4 separate regions of the Mus musculus genome follow, and regions 2, 3 and 4 are each linked to region 1. The links are chromatin contacts, called in public Hi-C and promoter capture Hi-C maps. All regions are on one chromosome and are shown on one strand. Each heading gives the region's core, a stretch centred on a gene start, on an enhancer-like site or on the middle of the called end of the contact. The rest is flanking DNA. Distances are from core to core; before and after follow the strand shown. Region 1 holds the start of Rnpc3 (RNA-binding region (RNP1, RRM) containing 3). Region 2 holds the start of Alg14 (asparagine-linked glycosylation 14). Region 3 holds the start of Mettl14 (methyltransferase like 14). Region 4 holds the start of Snhg8 (small nucleolar RNA host gene 8).

Region 1 (2,700 bases), core at 176-2,675:
AGGGCTCTTACCAAGGGCATCATTGGGAAGATGTCCCAATGTCCATGTTCAGCAACTTCATAACCACCTGTACTCCTACAAACCCCCAAAATATACACAAATGTACAACATAATTAAAAGTATAATAAATCTTAAAGCATCTCCTCTTTCCAAAAAAGATCACTCTTAAAACATTTAGGGCTGGTGAGATGGCTCAGCGGGTGAGAGAACTGACTGCTCTTCCAGAGGTCCTGAGTTCAAATCCCAGCAACCACAAGTTGGCTCACAACCACCCATAATGAGATCTGAAGATAGCCACACTGTACTTACATATAATAAATAAATAAAACCTTAAAAAAAAAAAAAACCCTCAGCATAGCCTTTCTAGACTGTGAGTTTCATGTCCACACAAAAGTGATGCATGGAGAAGCTTGATTCATTATTAAAATGAAAAATTTATACATATGGAATACCCTTTTTCATCTCACTCAAAAGTCTTTTCAGTCTATACAAGATAAAATTTAAAATCATTTACTAACAGTGAAATCACCCCTCAAGGTGCATTGTCTCTTTTTGCTTTGTTTCTATAATTTCAGTAATAAGTCTAATTTTCTCATTTGAATTCTATTTTGAATACCATCCTGAAAAAGGTGAACAAATTATATTACTGGTAAGTTTGAGTTGTTTATTAGAACTCTGAATTTGTCCAATCTGATTCAAGGAGAGCCTACTGTATTTAGATTGAATTAAGGGATATTTGTATTTGCATTTTGTTAATCTATTAAGTCTATTACACTCAAATTTTTGCTATTATGTATATCCTGCTCTACAACCCAGGATTTAAAAGCAATTTTTTAAAATAAAAATACAAAACCAAAAACCTTGCATACGACTATGAGAATCTAACAGAAACAGTATTTTCAAGTCTAGGCTAGTTTTGAATTCGACCGGGCGGGTGCGCTCGCCGGTAGAAACCTCTACACAGTCCCTGCGTGGCTCAGCCTTAATCTAACTGGCTCAAGGTTCAATTCCATGCTCGCCTCTCTGGTAGGCAAGCTGCGCAGGCGCAGACCGCGAGCCTAGTCCTGTTTCTCCCGGTCCTAGCGGCCCGGCTCCGCCCCGCCCCGCCCCGCCCCGCCCCGCCCGCTGCGCACGCTTACCAGGCGCCCCTTATCTGACAGGACGCGCACCGACTGCGCCCCGAAGTACTTCAGTAAGTCCTCCTTCTCCTCAGCCGTCAGCTCGGCCGGCAGGTGCCTGACGAGGAGGGTGCGGTCTCCCCGGGGCGGAGAAAGCGAAGCGGAGCCTGGGCCGCCTCGGGACAGCGGCATCGGCGGCTCAGGCCCCGCCATCTAGCTTCCCTGCAGAAGCGGCCAGAGACGGAACCTCCGCGCAAGCTTCCGGCCGAACTCCCGCAGTCACCGAGGCTGAGCGGAAGATAGTTTCCGCTTCGCGCTAAGGATTCTGGACGCAGGGAAATCCCGCGAGAGGAGAACTCCTCGCGAGAATGGCCTCCGGGAGAGTCGCTCTTCTCTTTTCGGGACTGTTGCGGGGGAGAGCGCCTAGGAGTCGTGCTTTAAGTTTAATGAGAGGTTGTAATAAAATAAAGACTGAAAGAGACGCCACTGTTAGAAGGACAGCAATCTCATCGAAGAACGTCAGTCATGCAAAAGAAAAATACTGTAATCCCAGGGATCAAGTACTGAAGGAACCGTGCAAGGGCTGTTGCTCCCTGGGCTCTTAATCCAGATTTTTCAGAAAGTGAATCTGGCTGGTGAATGGAGAACGCTCGGGAAATGTCAAGTGTGTTCCTAGCATTTAGGACTGGTGAAACACAAGTCTCCAGCCTCAGATTCAACAGTGCAGGCGAGAGAGCACGCCGTTATCAGTCGGCAAATACAGGCTGAAAGTTCTCGCCACGGTTTGTTTATTAAACAAAATTGGCTTCTTCCATGAGTAAATACCTAAAAATGTGTTAGCGTACGTATTCATGGATGTAAGTTCTCTTCTCACCACCTCACGACTGAGAGTACTGACGTAGATTAAGACTCATTGCTAACCAATAGGTGAGATCTGAGCCCTTGCACCCAAGTTGGAGTCTACACTGTTGTGACTAAGATTCGGCCCTGGTGGTCTAAAGTAATATCCCTTACAGATTAATCAAGATGTGTATGCTCACTCCGTAGTCCTAGGGTGTCTTTTACTTCTAATTTGCTTGATGGATATGAGCCAGTTAGTACACAGTACTTCAAAGATCCGCTTTGAGGAAGCATTGCATGGGGAGATAAATTACCAAAATATTGAGTGACTAGAGACAGATCTTGTGAACCTTAGAGGTTTGTTAGGAACCTTGCTCATGGGAACAGAAGCCGACAGACTTAAGAGTGTGTGGAAGGAATAGTTAAATTTTACGTTTAAAAATCTCTTTGATTTCACTATGAGTAATATAGCAGAAACCGGGCATGGTGGCACACACCTTTCATTCTAAGTTCCCAAGAGGCAGAGACAGATGCATCTCAAGTGATTTTGAGGCCAGCGTGGGTGACACTGAGTTCCAGGACAACCAGAGCTATGTAAAGACACAAAGGAAAGGAAGAAAGAAAAGAAAAAGTGGGGAGCACTCAGAGGAAATCTAGTTCCGTTTCACATCAAATTATTAGTTCACAAGTGTGAGGCTATAAAACAATATGCCTCCCCTCCACACACCAGTACAGTATTTAT
Region 2 (2,700 bases), core at 191-2,690, 7.7 Mb after region 1:
GCCTGCAGAGGTTGGGAGGAAGGCATCTGATCCCCTAGAACCAGAGTGGCAGAAAGTTGTGAGCCACCATGTGGGTTCTCGGCCTGGAACCTGGGACCTCTGGAAAAGCAACCAGTGCTCTTAACCTTTGTGCTGTCTCCCCGCCCCCACCCCCACCCCCCCAGCCCTTGAGCCACAAATGATATCTGTCTAAAAGTCTGGCATTCTTATTGATTTTCATCACATAAATAACCTCAGGCAAATTAACTTTTGTGTAATCTATTTCCCTATTGTAATTCAAAGAGTAACATTTACATAGAACCTGACTGTAAAGAATGAGGTTAAGAAGGAGTGATGAAAGAGCCCACAGGCACCGTGCTATAATATCAACAAGATAGAGATACAGTCAGGAAATCTCCCAAGCAGTTTGCTGACTCGGGAACCAACACACCTAGCTTTATAAGGAGATCTCAGGGCGCCTTCCTGGAACTTCTGACTCAGTATCGCTCCCAAAAGCATTCTAGGCTCCAGGTAAATGTGATCGTCAATCCAAACTGAATTTAACAACGGACCATATGGTGTAGCATTCTTAGGCAGCAGGAGTTAGGATTTCTGGTTTCTAATTCTAGACATGACATTATTGCATTTAGGCCAATTTGTAGCACCTTTCTCGACCTGTCTGCATGCCTGACCTATTCAATCTGTAACCCCATAAGGGTCTGAAGGAATGTTTGTTGTCAAGAGGTTTTATTTTGCTGTAATTTAGGCTAAGTTCACAAACGCACGCACAACTGGGATTAGAGTGGGCAGTGGAAGTCTATCATTTCAGAGGACCGCGGGAGGAATAAGCCAGAAATGCTTTGTGATAAACTTAACTGCAGGGCTATGTCTTCCTCCCTTGCTACCTGAAGCCAAGGGGTTTCCAATCCTCCCAGGAATATGACATAGCTTGAAGTGATCCGGATTCTGGTTATAGTTTGAGATCTGTGAAACTGTCTAGAAAACATAAATGTCAGGAAAGGGCGGATTTGAATGTTTTCCCCCTAAGAGTATGCCTCTGACTGGCAAAAATTTTCTAGTTCGGTTTGTCTTGGAACCCGTAAGGAAGAAAGGAAGTAGTGATGTATGCCAGGAGCCTCAGGCAAAACCTGGCAGGACAGGAGCAGCTACTAACCCGGGGCTTCGTGGTCCTTCTACCATACATGTAGTTTGACCTCGCCACTGGCAGAAATCAAACTTCTCCAGCACTTAACTTTCCAACTACACAACTGCAGCACAAACTCGGGTAACAAAACCATTACTGTTCCTTGTAGCGCTTCCTGGGCAAACTGCCCTTAGCCCCACCCATCACGGACAAACCCGGCTCACTGAGACGCAAGAGACGCGTCGTTCTGCGTTTTCCAATCAGAGCCACACTTCTGAACTTTGACCGCCCAACTTGGCAAGCTCCGCCCAGTGCAGACCATCCCCGCCCACAGAGAGGCGCTTTGCTCCCTGTTTGCTCTTAAGCGCGGTGCTTGCAAACTTTAACCGCTGGCGCCAGGTCTACACGCATGCGCCATCCTTTGAATGCTGAGCATTCTGATTCTAGCTGCTACAGCCGCAGGGCTAGTGATCTTGCTATTCCAGCGACTATGGACCGTGCTTGGGCCCCATCACGTCACTCCCCGAGAGTCTCTCAGACTCTTGATCGTGGCTGGATCCGGTAAGTATCCGGGCGGAGGCCGACGGTCTTGAGTTAGGCACTACAAACCCCAGAATGCATCGCGACTCTCTTCGCCCTTCTTAGCGCCTTTAGGAGCGCTGCATGCTGAGATTTGTAGTTTCTTTGCGTTCCCGGAACCGGCCACCCCAGGCAGGAAAAAATGCTGGTTAGCTGACGCCACCCAGCCGCCTGTCATTAAGACAGGTCATTTACACTTGTCTGTAATTAAGCCTCTCTGTAGTGTACTGCTTTCTAACAAATAATTAGCGACGGAGTACGCCGAAGCCTTTTGATGCTGACATATTGTTGCCCTCTTTGCTGCTGTGCGTTATTAATTCTAGGTCTTTGTACTTAGTTTAAGAAATGTGAACATTACATGGTAAACGAAGTAGAGTTGTCGCACTTATGAATGCGCAAAGTCCCTGAGGATAAAAACGTGGACACTCCATACGACGATACCTCCAGAGTGACAGGATATGAGTAATAAACTGTCCAGTCAGCTCTGAACATTTTAAAACTTAAAATTTTAGATGAACAGTTTTGACGAGTGTATAGTTAAACACGACTCAACTTTAAACAACCAAGGTGATACCCAAACCTATATCAATGCTGTCTGGAATACATATGTTATAACCTATTGCTCCAGGGACAGTAAAACAAAACCATTGCCTAACAGAAAATGATGCAGTCAAGACACACAGTAAATTCGAGGTGTTTAAGGCAGCCTCTGCAGGAGACCATACAGTTTTACAGTAGCTTTAAAAAAAATACACACTAATAAAAATACACAAACTAGTAATGTAGTTGTGTATTATTGTTATCAAATGTTATGAACTGTATATAGTAGTATATATTGTACTTTTTTTAAAGACTTGTTTATTATATGTAAGTACACTGTAGTTGTCTTCAGACACACCAGAAGAGGACGTCAGATCTCGTTACGGATGGTTGTGAGCCACCATGTGGTTGCTGGGATTTGAACTCAGGACCTTTGGAAGAGCAGTCAGTGCTCTTAA
Region 3 (2,700 bases), core at 161-2,660, 9.8 Mb after region 1:
ACAGCGCTCTACCTTAACCACTGAGCCACCTCTCTCTCTAGCCCACCTTCACATTCTCGAGACTGGTGTCGAAGGAAGTTTGTATTATTTTCTTGAGATCCTGGCGAGAAAGACTCATTGGAAATCTAAAATTTACTCACTCAAGCTTTGAGCATTTCCCTCCATTACTTATATTGATTTGTATGGTGTAATGAAAACAGCCTGAGATTTTTAAGTAAAACAACTTGTAGTATGTATTCCCTGCATGAATGGTCTACTAAACGGCAAGCACTCACATCTTCATTCACTAGCTTCAATGAAAGCGAAAGGTTTGAAAAGTAATCTCTAGAGAGAGGAATCTTAGAGAATTCTCTGGTGAGGGCTGGCTAGGGAAAAACGTTAAAATTTGGAAACCTAGTCCTAATGTACTAGTGAACGTAACACCTCCTGTCTCTAATAAATTACCAAGTAAGGATTCAAACGTTTGGTTGAAGGTAGACTGTGTTCTAAGTGCAGAATCTAAAATTTGCTCTAACTTAGGTGGCTTCCAATGAGTCTTTCGACAGGATCTCAAGAAAATAATCAAACTTCCTTCAAAACCAATATCAAGAAAAGATTAAGAACATGCACTGCTCTTCCAAAGGACCTGAGTTCAAGTCCCAAGCACCCACACCAGGAGGCTCACAACTACCTGTAGTTCCAGCTCCAGAAAGATCCAACACCTCTGGCGCTGTGCTCACGTGCACATATATATATACACACAGAGAGACAAACCCCACATAATTTAAAATAAAAACTAATCTTAAAAAAAATAAAGAATCTGAAGCTGACGCGGGAGAAAGGCAAGACATGAAACACTGCTTCAACAGTGACGGTGAAATGTAAGGGCTAAAACTGCCACTTGCTCTTGTAGCAACTACTAGCACTGCACTCATCGACAATTCCCAAGTCTACCCCCACCACTCAAGTCCGTGCCCGCCACGGTGGGGACAGAAAGCCCAAGCCTGGCAGCGGTTGGTTTTCTACGTAATGACTCTGACAGGCACTCGAGTAGACTAGGGAATAAAAGTCCCGGGACAAAGACCTTGACAGATGCTGATGTGAGAGTTCACCAAAAAAAAAAAAAAAAAAAAAAAAAAAAAATTTTTTTTAAAAGAGGCGGCCGCGCACGCGCACTAATGCTCCCTCCCACCCGCCGCACACCTGCTGAGCTAGGAGCTGCCGCCGTAACTTCTGCCGCTCCCGGATCTCCTGCAGGCGGCTATCCATGCCCCAGCTTCGGCTGCTCACCACCCCGACAGACTCCGCGCCCGCCAAAATGCAAATCCACCTGCCAAACCAGGAAACACCGGGTCCCGCCCCGCAGAGATTCTGACCCGGAGACTTTCACGTCCCTCAGGAGGAAGTTTCCGGCGCGCCTGAAACAGGCTATGCCTGAACAGGAAGTCCCGCCTCCAGGACGCCGAAGATATGATGTCACACGACGAGACCCAATGGGGATGTAGTGGTGGTTGAGGGCGAGGAGCCGCTTTTGGCTATCTTCTTAGTGCTTAAAGTCTTTCCTGAAGGGTTAGGCTCGGTTTTTTTGTTTTTTGTTTTTCCTGCTCATAAAAGAAGTTTTTCTTTTTCCCGTTAACCAATTGTCCGCCTGCCAGTCCTGGCTTTTTAATATTTGAGGGATGCTTGTGGGTTTCTTTCACTGCAATACTGACCGGCTTGTGAAGGACTGGATCGCCGCTCAGTAACCTTGGCAAGTTAGCGAGCTTTTGTAAAAGAACAGAGAAAGAGGGTCTTGGGGGGCTGAGGCAGGAGGACCCAGGAGTTTGGAGCCTAGGCTATGTAATGAAACCCTGTCATTCACTCATTTATTTATATAAATAAATAAATAAATAAATAAGAACAGAGAAAGAGGGTCTTGGGGGGCTGAGGCAGGAGGACCCAGGAGTTTGGAGCCTAGGCTATGTAATGAAACCCTGTCATTCACTCATTTATATAAATAAATAAACAAACAAATAAATAAATAAATGCAAGCAAACATAGCGGTAGTTACGTAGTGAAACCCTGTCATTCATAAACACACAAACAGAGCGGGCAGCGCTGAAACCCTGTCATTCATTCATTTATATAAATAAATAAATAAATAAATAAATAAATAAATAAATAAATGCAAGCAAACATAGCGGTAGTTACGTAGTAAATAAATAAATAAATAAATAAATGCAAGCAAACATAGCGGTAGTTACGTAGTAAATAAATAAATAAATAAATAAATAAATAAATAAATAAATGCAAGCAAACATAGCGGTAGTTACGTAGTGAAACCCTGTCATTCATAAACACACAAACAGAGCGGGCAGCGCTAGGCTATGTAATGAAACCCTGTCATTCATTCATTCATTCATATAAATAAATAAATAAATAAATAAATAAATAAATAAATGCAAGCAAACAGCGGTAGTTACGTAGTGAAACCCTGTCATTCATAACAACACACAAACAGAGCGGGCAGCGGTAGCGAATGCCTTTAATTCCAGCACCCGAGAGACAGAGGCCGGCAGTTCTCTGAGTTCGAGGCCAGCCTGGTCTACAGAGCAAATTTCAGGGCAGCCAGACCTACACAGAGAAACCCCATCTCAAAAACAACAATCAAGCAAAAATTCCTTGCATAATAGTAGAATTATATGACAAAAACGTTAATTTTCAAAAAGTCTTCTGTAAATT
Region 4 (2,700 bases), core at 95-2,594, 9.9 Mb after region 1:
CCTAACACATGAAATGGCAAGCAGTTAAGAGGCCATACAAATTACTGACCACTTGTGGAACCATGACCTTACAGCAGCCCTTTTTAAATAGGAATGAAGGCCCAGAGACATCTGGTGGGAATTTGGATCCCAATAATCTCTGTGCAGAGGAATCACCCCCTGGTTCCTAAGCTTCCCTAAATAAGGCCTATCATACTCTTGAGTGTGAGTCTCAGTACCTCAAATCCCAGACACAAAAGCCTCTAAGGTCACAAGTATCCCCTCAGCACCTGTCACAACACACCCCCTAGCTGGTGTTACATACTTGGCTTCTGGAGATTTGAAGTTGAATGGCACACACTAGAAGGCTTGGAGAGCAGCAAGCAAAAGATACTTTTCATTAAGGGCAACCGTCTGTGGCTTATTAATCACTCATGTTCCAAGCCAACATTTATCTTGCACCTTTGTAACAATCAAACCTATCTTCTTTGGAAGCCTAGTTAACCCAGTTATTTCCTGCGCAAATGTCTCCTGTATCGTTAACTCTTAATTCACACAACCTCCAGAAACAGGACACAGTCTTATTACACACCAAACATCTTTTATTTAATATAAAATATTCAATTTTCAAAAATTAAAAGCGAAGATTCCCTGTAAGTTGACCAGAGACGATCTCAACCACTACAGTACCTGCAAGAAAAAAAAAAAGGCCCATTACAGAATATCCGTGACTATACTACGGGCTGTTTACTTATGTTAATGTCAGCACAAGAGCAAACTTCACCCTAACAGTAAAGGCCCACTCACTACCCAGAACCGCGAAAACACCACAAAAATGAATCTTACCTTAACACTTCCTCCACTGTTCAACAGCAACGGGTCCCGGCGTTTCCTAGAAATATTTCAATACTAGTTTAGAAAACTGAAGTCCATTTTTCTAGCGTCGTGTAGACTCTTACAATCTTAGAATGTCACTTGCTCAAGTCAGAATCTGGTACCAATGAAATGGTGACAGCTTTGCCAATAACAAGAACATGCTCTTCCATGGCTAGGAAGGGAGACTGCCACAGGCGGCAGGTCCCAAAGATACATGGAGTTTCACAGCCCAAAAATCTAGTGTAACCCCAGAGGTGTCACTCACCATCCGACCCAGCGGTGGCGAACTTGCGTCACGCCGCCCAACACCGTATCGGCTTTACATGGTGGTCGTCGCGCTAACCTTCACGGCGCTCTTGCAGAGTTGATGGCTTTCGGCCAGCACCATAGCCACCTTGTGTCTCCCGCATCTCGGCCACTCACAAATAAGGCCCAAGATATCATCCCCACCATACAACTACATACTCGTAGGCGGATCGCAGCCAAAGAGACTTCTGAACGGTGCGCGCACGCTTTTATAGCCCGGGTGACGCTCTCCCAAGAGCCTGCGCGCGAGGGGCGGGGCTTTCCCGCCCATTCCGAGCTCTCCCGCGCCTCGTCACTTTGATTGGTGTACAGGCGGCCCGGATTCGATGCGTGCGTCACAGGAATGGGCGGGCTGTGGAGGTGGGCGGGGAAAAGCCGAGCTGAAACCACAGTTCTCGCGGTGTCAGAAGTCTCGTGGCTGAAGCTCTGGCGGTGCGCGCGTTTTCTCTTCTTGGCTGCGTTCTTCTCTGGGACCCAAAGTCTAAGGTCCCTTCGTTGCCGCCTCCCCCGGCATCACTTCCTATGGCGCCGGCCCTTTGTCCCCGAGAGCTGTTGGCGGCTCCTCTGCCCCCATCGGGGTTGATGGTTCCGCTTGCGCCCTTCCGCTTGCCCTTTTGATCTGATCTCACTTTTGCCCGACACAGCGCGCCGGAAGGTTTCTCGAACCGGGAGAACGGGAAGCCTGGGCAGTGCGAGCAGACCCGCCCGGCCCTCGGCTTTTCCGGGAGGAAGGCATATCTCACTCCCGCGTGCAGCCCGCTATGAGACAGAATAGAGGGCCTTTAGTGATGGAGTATGGAGATGACAGTTGTCGTCATGGAGAATGTTAGTTAGAAAGCTGTGATCATTACAGGCTGGGAAGGGTGCGGTTAGGGCAACACCGTGCAGGAGTCAGTAGGAACGAATTCATTGGAGACAATACTCGCATTTGAAGGACCTAGAGGGGTTCGTGAACCTCAGCTCGCTCACCCACTATCTCATTTTACTTAAAATAATCACTACTGAATTGAAAGAACTAGTTCATCATAAGGCTCAAGTAACCGCGGCGCGTTGCCCAAACATTTCATTTACATTCTGGATGGTCTTCTGAGGGTGTCCTTAAGAATGGTCTGTATTAGTCCTGAGCTGAGAAGTCCGAGATTAAGGGCCTTCCTTCTCTGGCCAGTAGATGGTAGCCTGCATCTTTCCGTGGGTTTTTCTTTTGTGCCTGTCTGCACCTGTCAGGTTTTTTATTTTACAAAATGTAGTTTTGTTTTTATGTTACTCTGCTGTTACACAGGGCATAACATTTTCATAAGGCTTTTTTGGGGACTACAGTCAATGATTAGCAAACAACTCTCTAAAGAACAATCACTGAACCAAATGGATACCCTCTCACATGTACACAAATTTGCATGGAAAAGTACTAACATTACTTTAAATTGCAATGCACTACATTTTCCATATCTTCGCAGTAATACAAAACACAGTCGCTTGTAGAACCGGTTCAGATTACTTAAATACCAAGTGTGCTGTCAGTCCTCTACTCACGTGTCTGGA

What was found. Promoter capture Hi-C pulls out the DNA fragments that hold promoters and counts their contacts. Hi-C and Micro-C count contacts between places; a contact is called where the count stands out from the background.
Region 2: a contact with region 1 is called in a promoter capture Hi-C map of pre-B cells. The contact joins the promoter of Alg14 here to the promoter of Rnpc3 in region 1. A contact is called at or near these places in 1 of 39 promoter capture datasets (pre-B cells) and 1 of 484 Hi-C or Micro-C datasets (CD4 T cells).
Region 3: a contact with region 1 is called in a Hi-C map of regulatory T cells, with 9 times the contacts expected there. The contact joins the promoter of Mettl14 here to the promoter of Rnpc3 in region 1. A contact is called at or near these places in 1 of 39 promoter capture datasets (pre-B cells) and 3 of 484 Hi-C or Micro-C datasets (CD4 T cells, CD8 T cells and regulatory T cells).
Region 4: a contact with region 1 is called in a promoter capture Hi-C map of pre-B cells. The contact joins the promoter of Snhg8 here to the promoter of Rnpc3 in region 1. A contact is called at or near these places in 1 of 39 promoter capture datasets (pre-B cells) and 1 of 484 Hi-C or Micro-C datasets (CD4 T cells).

What each region holds. Positions count from the first base shown.
Region 1 is chr3:113,628,724-113,631,423 of GRCm38.p6, forward strand. It overlaps Rnpc3 (RNA-binding region (RNP1, RRM) containing 3), which reads right to left and starts at 1,426. Exons shown (of 15, transcript NM_001038696.1): 1 at 1,140-1,426. The coding sequence starts at 1,331.
Region 2 is chr3:121,290,300-121,292,999 of GRCm38.p6, forward strand. It overlaps Alg14 (asparagine-linked glycosylation 14), which reads left to right and starts at 1,441. Exons shown (of 4, transcript NM_024178.3): 1 at 1,441-1,684. The coding sequence starts at 1,549.
Region 3 is chr3:123,384,580-123,387,279 of GRCm38.p6, forward strand. Mettl14 (methyltransferase like 14) reads right to left here and starts at 1,411. Exons shown (of 11, transcript NM_201638.2): 1 at 1,183-1,411. The coding sequence starts at 1,248.
Region 4 is chr3:123,506,992-123,509,691 of GRCm38.p6, forward strand. It overlaps Snhg8 (small nucleolar RNA host gene 8), which reads right to left and starts at 1,345. Exons shown (of 1, transcript NR_028574.1): 1 at 561-1,345. Snora24 (small nucleolar RNA, H/ACA box 24) reads right to left here and starts at 1,075; the gene lies at 946-1,075. It also overlaps the pseudogene Gm9369.